2 separate regions of the Mus musculus genome follow, and region 1 is linked to region 2. The links are chromatin contacts, called in public Hi-C maps. All regions are on one chromosome and are shown on one strand. Each heading gives the region's core, a stretch centred on a gene start, on an enhancer-like site or on the middle of the called end of the contact. The rest is flanking DNA. Distances are from core to core; before and after follow the strand shown. Region 1 overlaps Cdc42bpb (CDC42 binding protein kinase beta). Region 2 overlaps Rcor1 (REST corepressor 1).

Region 1 (3,752 bases), core at 283-2,782, 240 kb after region 2:
TTATTAACATTCTGAATTTTTAATTTACTACATTGTTGAGACACCTGTTAAGGTCTCCTTCACTCATTCAGCTGATAGTCTGACGGAGTTCTGAAGGGGAGAGACGGGTCCTAGCTACAAGCTGCACAGCGGACCCCAGGGCCCACAGAGCACCCACAGGGCTTGCAGTCTTACCTCCTGCTGCTCTGTGCTCGTGGCTACAGACACTGATGGGGACAAGTCCATCTTTGAAGCCTGTGTTTCCTGGTCACTAGCTGAGCTGGTCTGTAAAAAGAAAAGGTGTCATTTTTCCTGGACAATAGTATATTGTCAGGGCCTGGGGTCCCCTGTACCCTGCCCCCAGGTCTCACCACGAACTGTTTCCTCACAAGTATTCCGTCATTTACAGGGACTGGCAAGTCACTATTATTGTCAATAGGAAGATGGTGCCTGGCCACCCTGTAACATAGGCTGTCTCGCCTCCAGCCATTATAAACTAGGAACCAGGGCCTAGGCGTAGTGCGCGCCTCTAATCAGCACTGAGTCTGAGGCCAACCTGCACTAAAGAATGAGCTCTAAAGGCCAGCAAAGGCCACACAGTAAAAACCTATCTCTTAAAAATAAAGCAACTAGGGCTGGTGAGATGGCTCAGTGGGTAAGAGCACCCGACTGCTCTTCCAAAGGTCCAGAGTTCAAATCCCAGCAACCACATGGTGGCTCATAACCATCCGTAACGAGATCTGATGCCCTCTTCTGGTATATCTGAAGACAGCTACAGTGTACTTACATATAATAATAAATAAATCTTTAAAAAAAATATATATATATATAAAAAAAAATAAAGCAACTAGGAAAATCACCCTCAGGCGGTCCTCAGACGGCCCAGACGCTTAACCTCCCTCCCTCCTTCCAGAAATCACGTGAATCTACCGCTCCCTCAGGGCCCTGACAGCTAGAGCTGGCACTTCAGCGAACACAGGGTCTTCCTCTAACAATCCCTGCACTCACAGGCACCTCACGATTGGCTCTCTGGAGTGAACCTCTCTGCGGGTGTAGCCCTCATACAACATTGCGTGGGTGCAGTGTTTGGCTACTCCCAGTGCACAAAAGTACTCGGAAATGTGCAGAAGCGCCTACAAGTCTACAGCTGAACTGTGTCCTGCTTTTGATCCAAAAGCACCGTGCACACCTTCCGACAGCTGCGGATCAGACCCTGAGGAGGACTCCACATTCTGAGGGGAGGAGAGACTAGGGGTCACACACAGCACAGGTACAACTGCATTCTGCAGTGGTGGAGTTGGTAAAGGACCTCTGTGGACAGGGACATTAATTAGGTAGTGAGCAGAGCTAGTAGTTATGAGTACCACCCACAAGGCAAGTTAAACAGGTCAGCGATCCAGCTGGTAAGTGAAGAGCAAGCCAATGGAGTCAGTTTTAGCGGCATGAAAGCCGTTTCCTTAGTTGTTAATCAAAGGACGCAGACTCAGAAGTCAGGGCACGCGGGGCACTGTCTCCGAGCAGCCCGCGGAAGGGGAACTGCAGTCACTTACGTCCTCCCACAAGGCTAGCAGAGAAGATGCAGATGAGGAAGAGAGCGAGTCCTTGGTGTAACAGACAGGAGGAACACAAATGATCATTTCCCACCCAGTAAACCCTGGCAAGAAAGTCCAATGAGGCTCCATGGAGACCCGGCTCTAGCATTCAGCAGCATGTTTAATCTGGCAGGGGAAAGAGCTCCCAGGAGAGCTCGGACCCCAATGCAGCTGAGGGTGCTCTCTCCTAGGAAACACATCCACACTCAGGTGAACAGTGTTGAACAGGGTCTAGACATGGGCAACATGCTGGACAGCGAACGAGGCGTGCTGCTCCGCCTCCATGTCTAACTCGTCCATGCTGTGACAGTCACCCAGCTCTTCCATTTACCCCCTGATAAGGTTTGTCCAAGGTGAGAAATTACTTTTATAATGGATCTGCTTAAGAACTGAGGACTTGCTGGGCGTGGTGGTCACACTTTTAACCCCAGCAGAGGCACGTGGATCCCTGAGTTTGAGGCCAGTCTGGTCTACAGAGTGAGTTCCAGGACAGCCAGGGCTACACAGAGAACCGCTGTGGAGTCAAGTCAAACAGCTGAGTGACTTGAACGCCCCCCTGGTGCCCTGGAAGTGTTACAACATCCCCACGTGGTCACCCGTGACTACTACCTACAAACGGGTTGGGGGTGGGGGCGCCACGCCCTTGCCACTTCAACCCAGCGATGCATTTGCAAAGTGAACTCTGAAGAGAAAAGAATTTGTCTCCTGTTCAGACAATGCCAACACTGCCTCCTACCTCGCACACACCACGCATACACCACACACACACCACGCGCACACCACGCACAGGGAACATGATGTAAACCCAGAGTGTGGGCATTCCCCTTGTCCTAAGTGGGACAGACAGGCCATTTAGATGGCGCCTGATGATTAAATGCCACCAGTGGCCTCCGGTACATCGTGAACAGGGAGAGCAGTTGTCCAGGACACAGGCAGGTCTACTCTGAGCCGAAACTCACTGCTGGTACAGCCTTAGGATGGCACTGAAGTTCACGGAGAAGAACCTGAGTGCCAGGGGGGAGTGAGGGTGAGGTGTCCTGGGTCGCTGCTGTCTGTAAACCACTATCAGCTAAGAAGCTGTCAGCGAGGGAGTCAAGCAGAGAAAAAGCAAGTGTGCAAGCGGAGCACACACCAGGTGAGGGCGTGCACGCTCAGTATGTGCACGCTCAGTATGCCCCACTCTGACTGGGCTGGTGGGTCAACACCACCATCAGGTGCTTTAGCAGAAGCTCCGCTAACGCCATGCGCGCGCACACTCACTCATTCTTCCAGCTCCCGTCCCCTTCAGTCCTGGGGATCAAGCCTGAGCGAGGCATGTGCCCTGTCACTAAGCCGTAGTCCAGCCTACTCCACGCCTCTGTGTATGTGCACTGCAGGAACTAGAAGACATTTACTGGGCTGCTCACCTGTGTGAAGGGCGGAATGGGCTCATCCCCACTACAAAGGCAATCTAAGCAGACAAGCAGTCACACACTGGTCACCCTGACGAGCAGGACCAGGCAGGGTCTTGGTAAACTGCTTGGTACTGAATCACTTATAACCCACTTTTCCCACTAATCACTGAACCCAAGCTATATATTCACATTAGAAACGGCAACATGACTATCATTACTTGTGTTTTAAATTTTATCTCAAACACACACTACTCAGCCAGAGGCCCCGAAAAGGTTGAGCCTTTTCTCAGTCCGCTTAGACTCCAGGAACAGTTTGACACCTGCAGAGCTCTCCACCTTCACACATGTGACTTCCCAGCCCATGATGTCACCTGGGCCAACTCTCAATGAGTGTTGGACCTTCAGCTTTGAAACAAGGTTTCTCTATTTAGTCCTGCCTTGCCCTGGAACTTCCTTTATCAACCAGGCTGGCCTGTCTGCCTCTGCCTCCTGAGTGATGGGATTAAAGGCATGTGCCACCACACCCGGCCTACATACTACTACTATTATTTCAAAATTTCATACTTGCTTTCAAAACGCAATACTCACTCTAAAAGTCAGATCATGTGCAAGAGGAGCAGTGTTGAAATACTCAAAGATAGAATCCTGGAAATCTGGAAGTTTGAGCCCTGCAAGGAAGAAAGGCAAACTGAGGCAAAACCATGAAGACATCGGTCCTCCCTACAGACCACCACCGACCTGCCAGGACTCCAGTCACTGAGGCTCTGATAGGACATGACTGAACACC
Region 2 (3,548 bases), core at 304-2,803:
TGGTAGTGAGAGATTGACAGCATTGGCTCTGTTCCATTGTCAGTGTGATGTTAGGGAGCATGCTCTTTAAGAGATTACAGGCAGGGGGTCGGTATGGGGGACTTTTGGGATAGCATTGGAAATGTAAATGAGGAATATACCTAATTTAAAAAAAAAAAAAAAAAAAAGAAGAAAGAAATAGAGCAACAACCCCCCCTCCAAAAAAAAAGAGATCACAGGCCATTTTATCCTTTTAGCTTCAAGTCTAGTATTAAGAGTAAATGCCTCTTTAATATTACACAGTTTGAGTAAATTTAAATTGCAGTGTTATAAGTTTCCCCTTTTTTTTAAAGATTTATTTATTATTGCATCTAAGTACACTGTCACTGTCTTCAGACACACTAGGAGAGGGCATCAGATCTCATTACAGATGGTTGTGAGCCACCATGTGGTTGCTGGGATTTGAACTCAGGACCTTTGGAAGAGCAGTCAGTGTTCTTATCCGTTGATCCATCTTTCCAGCCCACTAAGTTTCCCTTTTATTTTAAGAGGACAGAGGGCTGGATTGCAGCTCAGTGATAGCAGGTACCAGGCCTTGGGTTCCATTGCTAGTATCCCTCCTGCCTCCCTATCCCTAAAAAGAATAAAGCAATGTAGAGACTGGGGTGTAGGGAGGAGCTAATATAGTGCTCATAAATGGATTAGTTACAGAAAAGTCATTTGTTAGGATGCAGCGCTACACAGGTCTGACACAGGGGGATGCTGTTTATTCTGATGTAGAGAGACCATTCCACTCTTGCATCACGCATGCTGTCATTGCTCCTTAACAGCCTAAGACTCAGAGGAAAGAAAATAGATAAAAGGAAACATGCAAGCTCGATGTAGCCTGTAACCCAGTGTGAGGAATGGGAAGTGATAGGATTTCACGTTAGAGGCCAGTTTGGCCGTCATAGTAGATAGACCTGGTCTCAAAATAAAATAAAATAATTGAGCAACATAATTTATTAAGTGTTTGGGAAAGGCTGACCACTGCTGCTCTTTCAGAAGTCCAGGTTCTGCTTTTTAGTACCCACATGGCACCTGAGTGTTTTAATCTTAGTTTAAGACTAACTTTAAATTTACTATTCTCTTGTGTGTGCAGTGTGTGTGTGTAAGTGGGGTTGGGGTTGCACATGCACCTACATGCCAGAGAACCCACTCTTAGGGAATCGGATGTCTTTTTCTGGTCTGCTCAAGCAGCAGGCCCACGTGGTACACGAACACAGTCAAGCAGAGCACCATGCACACAGGATAATTGAAAAGAATGCTTTGGGGAGAAGCACAGGTTGGGTTGGGGGGAGCATTTCTGTTATCAGAGGGGCAGTGTAGTGACAGGTACTGAGCAGGCCCATCTGTAGGTAAGCTGGCGTGTTAGTAATGGCTGTTAGACCACAGGTCCGTCTGCTGTCTCCCGGAACACCAGACCATGTCTCCCTGTAAAGGCTCTCAGGAGGGAGCGAGCTGACCTTGCAGTTTCCTTTTCGCTTTGCAGTTGCAGGGGAGGCCTGCTCTGCTTACTGCGCAGACTCCGGGTGGCTTTGAGTTACAGCTAGGCTCTTACCAGTTCCTTCCTGTCACAGGGCTCAGAGCAGAGGTCATATGTTCTACTCCCCTACTTTTGTTTCTTTGATCTAAAGAGAGCTGACAGAACTACAGGGTCTGTCTCTTCCTCAGGATCCCCTCACACTGTTTGTGATGGGTGTCCCTCCCAATGAAGGATGCTTGGTAATGAAAGGCTTATTTCCCACTTCAGATGGTGATGCTGCCTGCAGCTCTCCTTGGAGAGCTGGTGTGGAGGCTTAATTTCACCTCAGCTTCCTCTCTACGTTAAACCCATCTTGTTTTCATCCCGTCATGAATGGGCACCGACTTCCAGCAGGACCTGAGTTGTTCTTGCTGGGGACGATTCTTGAGCGTGAAGCCGCGCTTTGCTCTTCACTTAGGTTCGTTTGCTCTGTGTCTCTGCCCACAGGTTAGGCACCTGTCCAATAGCAGTCTGTGCTTGTGGTCTCTGTGCACTATGTGGTTCCTAGGACTGACTCTCTTGTTGGATATTTGATTTCAGGCATAACTGTTGTCTTTACTGACTCTGTAAGTGACACTATCTGTTTTTGAGATTTAAAAAAGAGTCAGAATGCTGGTGATGGTCAAACTGAAGGAAAAGTTTTGTCTAAACACGTTGAGTTGGAGTGGCTGTTGAATTATATGGCGTTGAGCTGTGCAGTTAAATACTCCAAAGCAATTAACAGAAATGGTTGAAGAAATCTCAAGTGTAAATGTGGTGTGGAAAGAATAATTGCCACCAGGTTAAAAAGAAGTACCCTCAGAAAAAACATGTCTAACCCTGGAAGCTGTGTCCAATAAAAAAAGGGGCAGAACAAAGCAAGCAAAAGTCAATTTAAATTGTCTCTCGTGGGTGACTGAGGTTTCATGCAGCCCAGGCTAGCCTTAAACATTCTGTGTAGCTAAGGAGACCTTCAGCTTCTGACCGTCACTGAGGTTATCACTCAATTCATGCTATGACAGGGACTGAACCTGGGGAATCCATGCTACCAACTCAGCTCTACCTCCCTAACGTTACCCCCTTTTCCTTAAGGATAAAGGCTCACTGTAACCTTACTGGCTTTGGACTTAGAATTCCCTGCCATAGCCGCCTGAGAGCTACTCTGATGACAGATCTGAGCTCCCACACTGAACTAACTAGACTCACTCCCTCCTTCCCTCCCTCCCTCCTTCCTTCCTCCCTCCCTCCCTCCCTCCTTCCCTCCCTCCTTCCCTCTCTCCCTCCTTCCCTCCCTCCCTCCTTCCCTCTCTCCCTCCTTCCCTCCCTCCCTCCTTCCTTCCTCCCTCCCTCCCTCCCTCCTTCCCTCCCTCCTTCCCTCTCTCCCTCCTTCCCTCTCTCCCTCCTTCCCTCCCTCCTTCCTTCCTTCCTCCCTCCCTCCCTCCTTCCTTCCTTCCTTCCTTCCTTCCTTCCTTCCTCCCTCCTTCCCTCTCTCCCTCCTTCCCTCCCTCCCTCCTTCCCTCTCTCCCTCCTTCCCTCCCTCCCTCCCTCCTTCCTTCCTTCCTTCCTTCCTTCCTTCCTCCCTCCCTCCCTCCTTCCTCCCTCCTTCCCTCTCTCCCTCCTTCCCTCCCTCCCTCCCTCCTTCCCTCCCTCCCTCCCTCCTACCTTTCTGACTAACTGTGGCTTTATTTCTTTGTTTTCTGTTTTAATCCCCCCTCCCCACAACTTTCCTTGCCTTTTGTTTTCCTTGGTTTATATATTAAGATGATTATAGTTAGAAAAGCCTTGAGTATGTTGGTCCAGTTTCTAGTGTGGGTAGCAGATCAGGAACTGGCTGCATGGACGCCCTTAAGAGAAAAAGCTCCGTCATGGAGCAAGCTGCAGTTCAGGGGCCCGAGTTGTCCCTGATACTGCTCCTCCACACAGTGCCTGGACTGTCAGTGTGGTAGAGTGGCAGAGGGGAAACTTTTTACTGGCCAGCTACCCATACTCATTATCAATTTATGAAACACTAGCCTGCCCGATACTA

Evidence for each region. Hi-C and Micro-C count contacts between places; a contact is called where the count stands out from the background.
Region 1: a contact with region 2 is called in a Hi-C map of bone marrow-derived macrophages, with 22 read pairs. The contact joins two enhancer-like sites. A contact is called at or near these places in 3 of 484 Hi-C or Micro-C datasets (bone marrow-derived macrophages, embryonic stem cells and nephron progenitors) and 4 of 9 other capture datasets (adipose tissue, embryonic stem cells, liver and 1 more).

Annotation. Positions count from the first base shown.
Region 1 is chr12:111,307,934-111,311,685 of GRCm38.p6, forward strand. It overlaps Cdc42bpb (CDC42 binding protein kinase beta), which reads right to left. Exons shown (of 37, transcript NM_183016.2): 21 at 3,554-3,633; 22 at 175-264. Among named protein-coding and RNA genes, the nearest start is that of A230087F16Rik, 25 kb to the left of the region's middle. Within about 2 kb of position 1,533, at least 10 of the 459 cell types and tissues checked have an H3K27ac peak or open chromatin away from gene starts, as enhancers often do. A contact at or near this core is called in bone marrow-derived macrophages, where this site is marked.
Region 2 is chr12:111,070,423-111,073,970 of GRCm38.p6, forward strand. The region is part of intron 2 of Rcor1 (REST corepressor 1); the gene reads left to right. It also overlaps the pseudogene Gm46379. Among named protein-coding and RNA genes, the nearest start is that of Rcor1, 33 kb to the left of the region's middle. Within about 2 kb of position 1,554, at least 146 of the 459 cell types and tissues checked have an H3K27ac peak or open chromatin away from gene starts, as enhancers often do. A contact at or near this core is called in bone marrow-derived macrophages, where this site is marked.